Regions from separate parts of the Sus scrofa genome. Here region 1 is linked to region 2. A link is a contact called in public HiChIP or PLAC-seq data. All regions are on one chromosome and are shown on one strand. Each heading gives the region's core, a stretch centred on a gene start, on an enhancer-like site or on the middle of the called end of the contact. The rest is flanking DNA. Distances are from core to core; before and after follow the strand shown.

Region 1 (4,684 bases), core at 828-3,327, 89 kb after region 2:
TAGGCCAGCGGCTACAGCTCCGATTTAACCCCTAGCCTGGGAACCTCCATGTGCCGAGGGAGCGGCCCAAGAAATGGCAAAAAGACAAAACAAAAAAACAAAACAAAACAAAAAAAGTTTAAAAAATTTTAAAGGCATGAAGAAAAATGATAATATGTTCCAATAATCAGCCTTGTTATGCCAATGATTGTATTTTTCGTTTTGGAAAGTAAGCCCATAATTAAAACCTTAAAAATGTCTCCACAACTTGAGTGGAAATAACATAGTATATAAAGATCCACACATGATTCCATTTAAGATGATAAAATTAAAAGTACAATGGGTACTTTTAGATTCCCTTTAGATCACAAATTTATGAAATTAAGGTTTAAGAAATTTAAGATTTCAGGTCAGAGACTTACTGCAGCATTAATAATGTTGCCATTATAAACTCATCCTTCACCTCTCGACAGGCGATGAAGTTATTGCTTCATACATCGAGTCAGTGTCACGGATTTTATTAAGCAAATATTAATTGAACATGAACTCTGTGCCAGGTTTTGGGTTTGATGCTGCGAGAAACTCACTATGGAGGCTGAAAGTGGAACTATCCCATTCATCATTGTCCCAGGAGACAACAACTGAGAAGTGCCAGAGTCTTGTTGGGGGAGAAGGTCAAGCAAATAAGCAAACAGACAAATTAGAAAATTAACATAAGGCATTGTGCCAAAGAGTTGGTGTCAGGAAAGGCCTTTCAGAGGGGTGACATTTACCTGAATGGCAGGGAAGAGCGAATCATGCCCAGTGATGGGTGGGACACGTGGGGATGCAGTTTTCTAAGTTGACGCAAGTCACCCATTGACTCAAGTAGGGGGCTGTGTTTCCAGTGCTGGGCATCCTTCTCAGTAGTTGAGTATTTTGAGCATAGGTTTCAATATGTTTGACTACCGAGAGCATATCTTCCCAGAAGCTTAATTTATTTTCCACACACACTTACATTCACCTTTATGTAATTTTTAAAAATTGAAAAACAGGCATTCCCATTGTGGCACCATGTGTAGGAATCCAGCTAGTAACCATGAAGTTTCGGGTTCGATCCCTGGCATCACTCAATGGGTCAGGGATCCAGCGTTGCTGTGAGCTGTGGTAGCAGATGCGGCTCAGATCCCGCATTGCAGTGATTGTGGTGTAAGCCGGCAGCTGTAGCTCCAATTTGACCCCTAGCCTGGGAACGTTCATATGCTGTGGATGCAGCCCTAAAAAGCAAAAAAATAAAAATAAAAATTGAAAAACAGAATTGGCATTTTTTTAAAAAAACAAAAGCAGCGAAGATAATTGGAGAGAACTACAACTAGATTTTGAGCTGTGTGATTTTATAACCATGAAAGCAAGCATGAGCCAGAGAGATCAGCTTTGTTATGTTATGACCATGCCTTAGTGTTTTGAACTTTAAGGAAATGTGGTCTTTCTCTTGAGGAGTAGGTTTAAGTATTTTAGAATTAGTATCTTATTATAAAAGGCAGTTGCTGAACCCGAGGTGTCTGCTTTTGATCACACAGTCATGGCTTTTATTTGCTTTAGGTTGTTAGTTATTTCAAACTCTGGGTGTGGTAGCAATCTGTAAAAATAAATTGCAATAATGATATTTCTAAGTTATATATGAGCCAACTTGGGAAATAAATGTTCCCATATTATTAGCATTCATCATTTGCAAAAGTGCTTTTCTCAGCAGCTGGTATCTTTTTAAGAAACAAAAAGTCCATAACTGCTCTCCACACTTTCTCCCCACTGCACGATCACTGGGCTGGCTCTCAGCTCAGGCCTAGAAGCATCCATGTGCCTCCAGCTGTTTATTGCTCTTTCCTTTTTTTTTTTTTTTTTTTTTTTTTTTTTTTTTTTTTGACCATGAACAATGGGGAACTGGGAAAAAGTGCCTTAGAAGCATAGGGAAGAGACTCCAAAAAGTGCAGCGAGGCCTGGAACTTGGGTAAACCTCAGGATGCTGAATACTTTGCCCAAGGATCCTAACGACTCATCCCATCGGGTTTGAAGACAGTTTCAGGAGTCTGATTTTCTCTGCTGTTTAAGCAAACAGCCAGGCGCTGCTCAACCCACACCCAGACATCTGATACTCATTCTCTCCAGAATTCCTTTTACACAGATGCATTACTCCTTAATGGCCAGTATTTCAATTATAACGTATTCTGTCTCATGTCTTATACACAAACACGTGGTATTCAGGCTTCTGACGGTAAAGAACTTTATCCAGCAGCAGCAGAATAATATTTCCAAACTCTAATAACACTTTTCTGATTTATTAGCTTCTTATCCTTTTGTCCTTGCTTTGTGCTTAGAAGATTCAGAGTGTTTTCTTTTTTTAATTTTGAGTCAAAGTGCTTATCTGAAGCAAGAGTATTTGATTCTATTGCTCTTTTATAACCCGCTCATAATTTAAGCTCTAAGAGCTTTGGCAAGCAGCCTCTCAAGCCCACTTGCCTTTCTTTTCTGCTTAGGCAATGGCTTGGCTAAAAGGATTATTTTTGTGGACCTGCTGTGGGATCTTGGTAACATTTTAGAAGCAAGACTATGTTTATTTTCCCTCTTCCTGACGAGTCTTCCAGTGATTGTTCCATGAAGGAGAACTTGAGAGCAAGGGAGAATTTAATGTACTTGATTTAAAAATCAAATCTCAATCTTTGGAAGTTCTTCTCACACTTTAAATGGAAGTCAGATCCCATTTCTGCTTCATTACCTGAAATGCAAGGGCCTCAAAGAATAACATGTCCATAAAGGATTAAGTCTGGCCAAAAGGCCACTTGGCACTTCTTGTCTGTTTGCTATGAGGCAGTAACTTGCCTGCAGTGTGACCTGAGGCAAAGGGTTGGTGTGCCAGCCTGTCAAGGCCACTCAGGAGGGTGCCCAGCCTCCTAGTGATAATGACATGGCCTCTTGAGAAGGAGCCCCTGGGCTAGGGTCCCAGACACATCACAGTCCAGCCATGCGACTTCTCCAAGCCTTACCTGAATCCTCATCTATAAAATGGAGACAAGATCCCCCTCTTCTGTGGGCAGTTGTGCATGCATGACCATTCACTCCTTGGCACCTGCAAGTGGTGGATAAACGCTTGCCCTCATTTGTTTAGTTTGAAGGATAAATGAAGTGATGCATTGCTCTCCATATTGCTGACATGGAACAAATAACCTGGGCTCCTATGCTCCCTAGAACAGTGATAAATACAGTTTTCTATCCGTTGCATTCTAGTTTTCAGCCCTCTGCTTTTTCTTCTCTGGTTGTTCTCTTAGAGGTCTCTCCCATTTCCTCAGATTCAGCCATGCCAAATAATTCCCAGATCTGTATTTGGCCTGAAACCATTTTCCACTCCAATCACATACTGTCCAGCTCAATTTTGGACATCATCCCTTCAGGTGTCCCTTTCCCCTTCAATCCCAACCTTTCAAAAGTGTGCACATCACCCCCGCCCACCCCCCCACCCACCCCAAATCAAATCTCAACTTCTCATATTTTAATTGGAAGTCAGGCTCTGGTTATGATTCACTACCAGATATATAACAAGTGCCCCTGAGTGTAATCTGTTCATAAGTACTTAAGTCTGGTTCTTTTTTTTTTTTTTTTTTTTTCCTTTTTTTTTAGGGCCGCCCCTGTGGCATATGGAAGTTCCTAGGCTAGGGGTCCAATTGGAGCTGCAGCTGCCGGCCTACACCACAGCCACAGCAATGCTGGATCCAAGCCTGGTCTGTGACCTGCACCGCAGCTCACAGTAACGACGGATCCTTAACCCACTGAGCAGGGCCAGGGATGGAACCCCTGTCCTCATGGATACTAGCTGGGTTCTTAACCCACTGAGCCACAGCAGGAACTCCTCAAGTCTGGTTCTATTTTCTGAATTTTTTTTGTTTTTTTTGTCTTTTTGCCATTTCTTGGGCCGCTCCAGCGGCATATGGAGGTTCCCAGGCTAGGGGTCGAATTGGAGCTGTAGCCGCCAGCCTACGCCAGAGCCACAGCAACGCAGGATCCGAGCCGCGTCTCATGGCACAGCTCACGGCAACGCCGGATCATTAACCCACTGAGCAAGGGCAGGGATCGAACCCGCAATCTCATGGTTCCTAGTCGGATTCGTTAGCCACTGCGCCACGACGGGAACTCCCCTATTTTCTGAATTTTTGCTTTTTAAGTGTCCCACTCTTCTTTAGGGAGCCTCATTTAGGACGGTGGAGTTGCCTTTCTTCTTTCTTCTTCCTCTCTTTCAGTACCTGTAGCCAGCTGACTAGTCTTGAGGATTCTTTCTTTTTGACTATGGTGCACACGTCCACTACCACTGCTGCCAATCTGGTCATGCTTTGTAGCTTCCCACCTAATTTCCTTAAATCTCGTTTCTTTCTCTTTCAGTTCATTCTCTTTTCTGCCCAGACTGTCAAAATGCATAATTTTGTTTACGTTTCCTTTCCTGCTCTGAAGCCTTCTGTGCTTCCCACTGCCCAGCATATAGAGTTTGAAATCCTTAACTTTGCATTCAGTCCCTTCCCTGAGCCCTAAGCTCCGGTCAGATCCTCTTACTCAGGGGTGTTCAATCCAATTTCTCCTTTATTCTTCCCAGCACCCCTTTGGTTTGCACTAGGGCACCCTCACTTGACGCCGTCAGGAACAGATAGCAGGGCGTGATGGGTGAGCGCAGAGTGGCAGGGGC
Region 2 (4,248 bases), core at 1,508-4,007:
GCCAACTCAGGGTCAAAGAGTGACAGACACTCCACCTCTTGATGGAAGAAGCTGCAAAGAATTTGTAGCCATTTAAAATGGTCATGGGAGTTCCTGTTGTGGCTCAGCAGAAACGAATCCATGAGGATGCCAGTTCAATTTCTGGCCTCGCCCAGGGGGTTAAGGATCCGGCATTGCCATGAGCTGTGGTGTAGGTCACAGATGCGGCATAGATCCCCGCAATGCTATGGCTGTGGCGTGGGCTGGCAACTACAGCTCAGATTCGACCCCTAGCCTGGGAACGTCCATATGCCAAGAGTGCAGCCCTAAAAAAAAAAAAAAAAGCAAATAAAACAAACAAACAAATAAATAAAATGGTTCCCAAAGAGGAGACGTTGGAGGGGTGGGGGAGGTGGAGAGGATGTGGACTGGGGTTTGGGATTGGCATATGCACACTGTGGTATGTGGAGTGATTGGCCAACAGGGACCTGCTGTATAGCACAGGGAACTCTACCCAGTATTCTGTGATAACCTATGTGGGAAAGGAATCTGAAAGAGAATGGATGTGTGTATGGATAACTGAATCACTTTGTTGTATAGCAGAAATTCTTACAACATTGTAAATCAGTTATACTGCAATAAAACTTTAAAGAATGAAAACAAATTTAAAAAAAGGCTTTCATCCTTCCAGACAGACACCCCGAGGCATACACAGCAACCTGAAGGCAGGTGGGATTTCAGAATAGTGCCCCTGCCTCCGCACAGGCCCCAAATTTGGCTTGTAAGTTGAATCTACACTATTCAATTGCTTATCAGCTATAAAATGAAATTTCACTTGGTTTCACCTAATACACGTGGTGTAAGATTTATCAGCTAAACCATGCCATTTAGGTGGGAGAGCTTTGGGACCAAGAGCAGTAGTCTTTCAGTGTTGCATTGGGGTTTGTCTGCCAGTAATCAGTGACATCTCTAAAGTTATTAAATTAATCCAAAGTAAAACAAAGCCAGCAAAGTAAAACAAAATCATATATGAAAAATTGCTCAGAAAAGACCTGTAAGCAAGGCAATAGTGACAAGGTCTAAAAAGTTATGGTTTTTAGAATATAGCTTTATATGTAACCTTGGACCTTATTTGTGTCATCAAATGCCACTTGAGAATTTGGGCATTTTCGTTTTCCAGACGTGGTCCCAGTGACTTTCCTGCGTTTATTGTTTTGGGCCAGTATGAAGTGGAAGATTATCTACTCTCAGAGAAGTTTAGAGGCTTGACAAGTTGTTGGAAATATTAAAAGTAGTAAGCCTATCAACATTTTGTTTCTATATGATCACTGACTCACTAAGTATCTACTTTCCTAATGATATCAAGTTCAAAAGCAGATGTGGATCACACAGATTCCAGTTGCCTTCCGAGGAATTCACTGCCGTCATTTTATTTTATTTATTTTATTTCATTTTATTTTATTTTTTGTCTTTTTAGGGCCCCACCAGGGGCATATGGAAATTCCCAGGCCCGGGGTCAAATCGGAGCTACAACTGCTGGCCTTCGCCACAGCCACAGCAACCTGGGATCTGAGAAGAGTCTGCAACCTACACCACAGGTCACCCCAACACAGGACCCTTAACCCACTGAGCGAAGCTAGGGATCCAACCCACATCTTCATGGATGCTAGTCAGGGTTGTGACCACTGAGCCACGGTGGGAACTCTCTACTCCCACCATTTTCTAAACCTTTAGAAAAAGCTTTGCTTTATTTGGCTTCATTGAGGAGACAATTGTGCAAATACAGTTGTGCAGCTGCAAGGTGTTTTCCCACACTACTCTTTCCTTCCTTCTTTGAGCTCTTTACTACTCAACTGCTTTCGTCTTCCTTTTTCTCTGGGCTTGCGTGTAATTTGCAATAGTCTTCTTCCTTTTTCATAGAACTCATTCATCTCTGGAAAGTCCAAACCTGTTGCTTTATTTCACTGTAACTTTCACTGGTCTTCCTAAAGTTATAGCATTCTGGGGAAGTTCTCTGAGAACTTACACATCTGTTTTTGCTTCCCAAATAAGTAGATTTTTTTTTTCTTTTAATTGCGCTTAAGCAATCTAGGCATTTTTCCCCTGTGGTGCAATTTAAAAAAAAAAATAGAAATAATCACTTAATTTCCTACTTACATCTGGTGGATGATGATTTGCCAAGTGGAGTATAGAACAGGTTTTCTATCTCAAGTAAGTAGGCGTTGCGTTGCGGGAAATTTTAAGACCCAGATGGGAATATTACATTGTTCAGCAGTTGGAGCTAATCAATTACTCATTAATGACAGCAGAGCTATTGAAAGTTTGAAAATGAAAAGCACTAAGCGCAGACCCTATAAATTTACCTACCAGGCCACTTCCGGAGGGCGACTGTCACCAATAAACCGCCTGCCAGTTCAGGCCCAGCTGCTAGACCTCCCGCCTTGCGCAACGCGGGCCTCAGCGCTGCGCTAGTCCTGGCAGCGCCGCACGCGGACCCGATGCCGGCAGGGGGCGCTGGGGCCACGGGGAACGCTGCAAATGCCTCCCGAGTATTCGCAAGAGAGACTTTTGCGCCATCCTGCTATCGCGTGCGCTCCGGAATTTTGCCTACTCTAGGTCTTCTTGAGTGGGGTCCTGGTGGGTGACGGCGGAGAACCTTAGCCCCGCGTGGTGCTCGGGGCTGGGCTGAGGTCCGGGAGCCGTGGTGCGGTCGGTTGCGTCCGGGCCGAGCTTCCCAGCAGCGCCCTCCCCCGGGGCGGGCCCTGACTTTCGGTGCCGCGACGAGTGGGCGGCAAGAAGCCGGTGGCCGACACGCAGAGCGGCTGCGAGGAGCGGCCAGACTCGAGCAGCCAGGCTGGTGCTGGGACGGAGCCGCCGCGGCGATCGGCAGAGAAACGGGGCCAGGGAAGGAGGAGGAAATAGAGCCGATGAAGGGGAGCTGCCGCCGAGGAAGGGGGCGGATCCTTTCGGCGGCCGCGGCCGCTGTTCCGGGACGCAGTCCAGGGAGCCTGCCCGCCAGTAAGGTGCTGGCCAGGTAGCTCCCCACCCAGAGGGCGCCCTCCCCGGACCATCCCCGAGAGGCTGGCACGGAAGGAGCCGGGACCGCGCTCTGGGTGGCCAGGGCGCACCGCACCCCGAGAGCGGCGCCCTTGAGCCGCACCGCCGCGCAGGTTCGCCAGCCGACTTGTCCGCCGGCCAAGAAAAGGAAGCGCTGTCCCTTCCCGCTCAACCCGGCCTCCCCACCCCTTGTACTCTACACCCTGCAGCGGGCGAGCGGCGTGGCCACGGAGGCGCCGAGGAGGGGCGAGCCGCCGCCGGGCAGCGGCGTCCCTTCGGGGGAGAGGGCGCCGGAGAGGAGGCGGCGGCGCGGGGCGGAAGGCGCGACACGGGATGGCAGCTGCTTAGCCCGACGCGCGCGGAGCAGCCCCGAGCTGTGGCTGGCCAGACGGTGCGGCTGGGCGGGCGACGCCGCTGCCGCGACAACCCGGCCGGGAGAGATGAACGCGGAGGCGGGTGAGGGCATCACTTTCTCCGTGCCACCCTTCGTCGAGGGCGGCAGTTGCCGGAGGGGAGGAGCGGCGGCGGTGGCCGAGGGCGAGGAGAGCCAGCTGCCACCGCCGCCACCGGGCAGCTTCTGGAACGTGGAGAGTGCCGCCGCCCCTGGCACCGGGTGTCCTAGTACCACGTCCGCGAGCAGCACCACCCGATGCCGGGGCAACTCTGGTGGCGGAGGCGGTCGACGGACCACGGTGGCATATGTCATCAACGAAGCGAGCCAGGGGCAGCTGGTGGTGGCCGAGAGTGAGGCCCTGCAGTGCCTACGGGAGGCGTGCGAGGCGGTGGGCGCTGCCCTGGAGACCCTGCATTTTGGGAAACTGGACTTTGGGGAAACCGCGGTGCTGGACCGTTTTTACAATGCAGGTGCGTGTGCAACCCCTTCCCCATCCTCTGCAGTCCGGGGTTATTTCCCCCTCGCCCCCCCCCCCCGCGGCTGCCACAGGGGGAGAAATGTGTTTTGCGGGGCAGCAGGAAAAAACAATTTCTGAGCAGCAATCGTGCTTCCTACTTATTTACTTCTTGCCCCACCTTAAGGGCAACGAGCGTCGCTGCATGCCTGCTCTGGGCGCTCGTTCGCCACGCTTGGGAGAGTGTATGCGGGTGCAAGAGCCTGTGTGTCTTTGTGCGAGAGTCTGAATGACCCAACCCCGGCCCGCGCTGGAGCCCGGAGGTGCGCGTGGTCCTATCAAAGAACTTCTGTTCTTCTGCGGT

The links. HiChIP or PLAC-seq counts read pairs in DNA pulled down with a chosen protein or histone mark.
Region 1: an H3K27ac HiChIP or PLAC-seq map of skeletal muscle shows a contact between it and region 2. The contact joins the enhancer-like site here to the promoter of MAP3K5 in region 2. A contact is called at or near these places in 1 of 5 promoter capture datasets (liver), 7 of 47 Hi-C or Micro-C datasets (embryonic fibroblasts, epiblast stem cells, fetal skeletal muscle and 4 more) and 1 of 2 datasets of contacts at active chromatin or transcription factors (skeletal muscle).

What each region holds. Positions count from the first base shown.
Region 1 is chr1:27,466,819-27,471,502 of Sscrofa11.1, forward strand. The region is part of intron 2 of MAP3K5 (mitogen-activated protein kinase kinase kinase 5); the gene reads left to right. Among named protein-coding and RNA genes, the nearest start is that of MAP3K5, 89 kb to the left of the region's middle. Within about 2 kb of position 2,078, at least 11 of the 83 cell types and tissues checked have an H3K27ac peak or open chromatin away from gene starts, as enhancers often do. A contact at or near this core is called in fetal skeletal muscle and skeletal muscle, where this site is marked.
Region 2 is chr1:27,377,386-27,381,633 of Sscrofa11.1, forward strand. MAP3K5 (mitogen-activated protein kinase kinase kinase 5) reads left to right here and starts at 2,758. Exons shown (of 29, transcript XM_021072507.1): 1 at 2,758-3,900. The coding sequence starts at 3,477. LOC106508844 (a long non-coding RNA gene) reads left to right here. Exons shown (of 4, transcript XR_002342715.1): 4 at 1-188.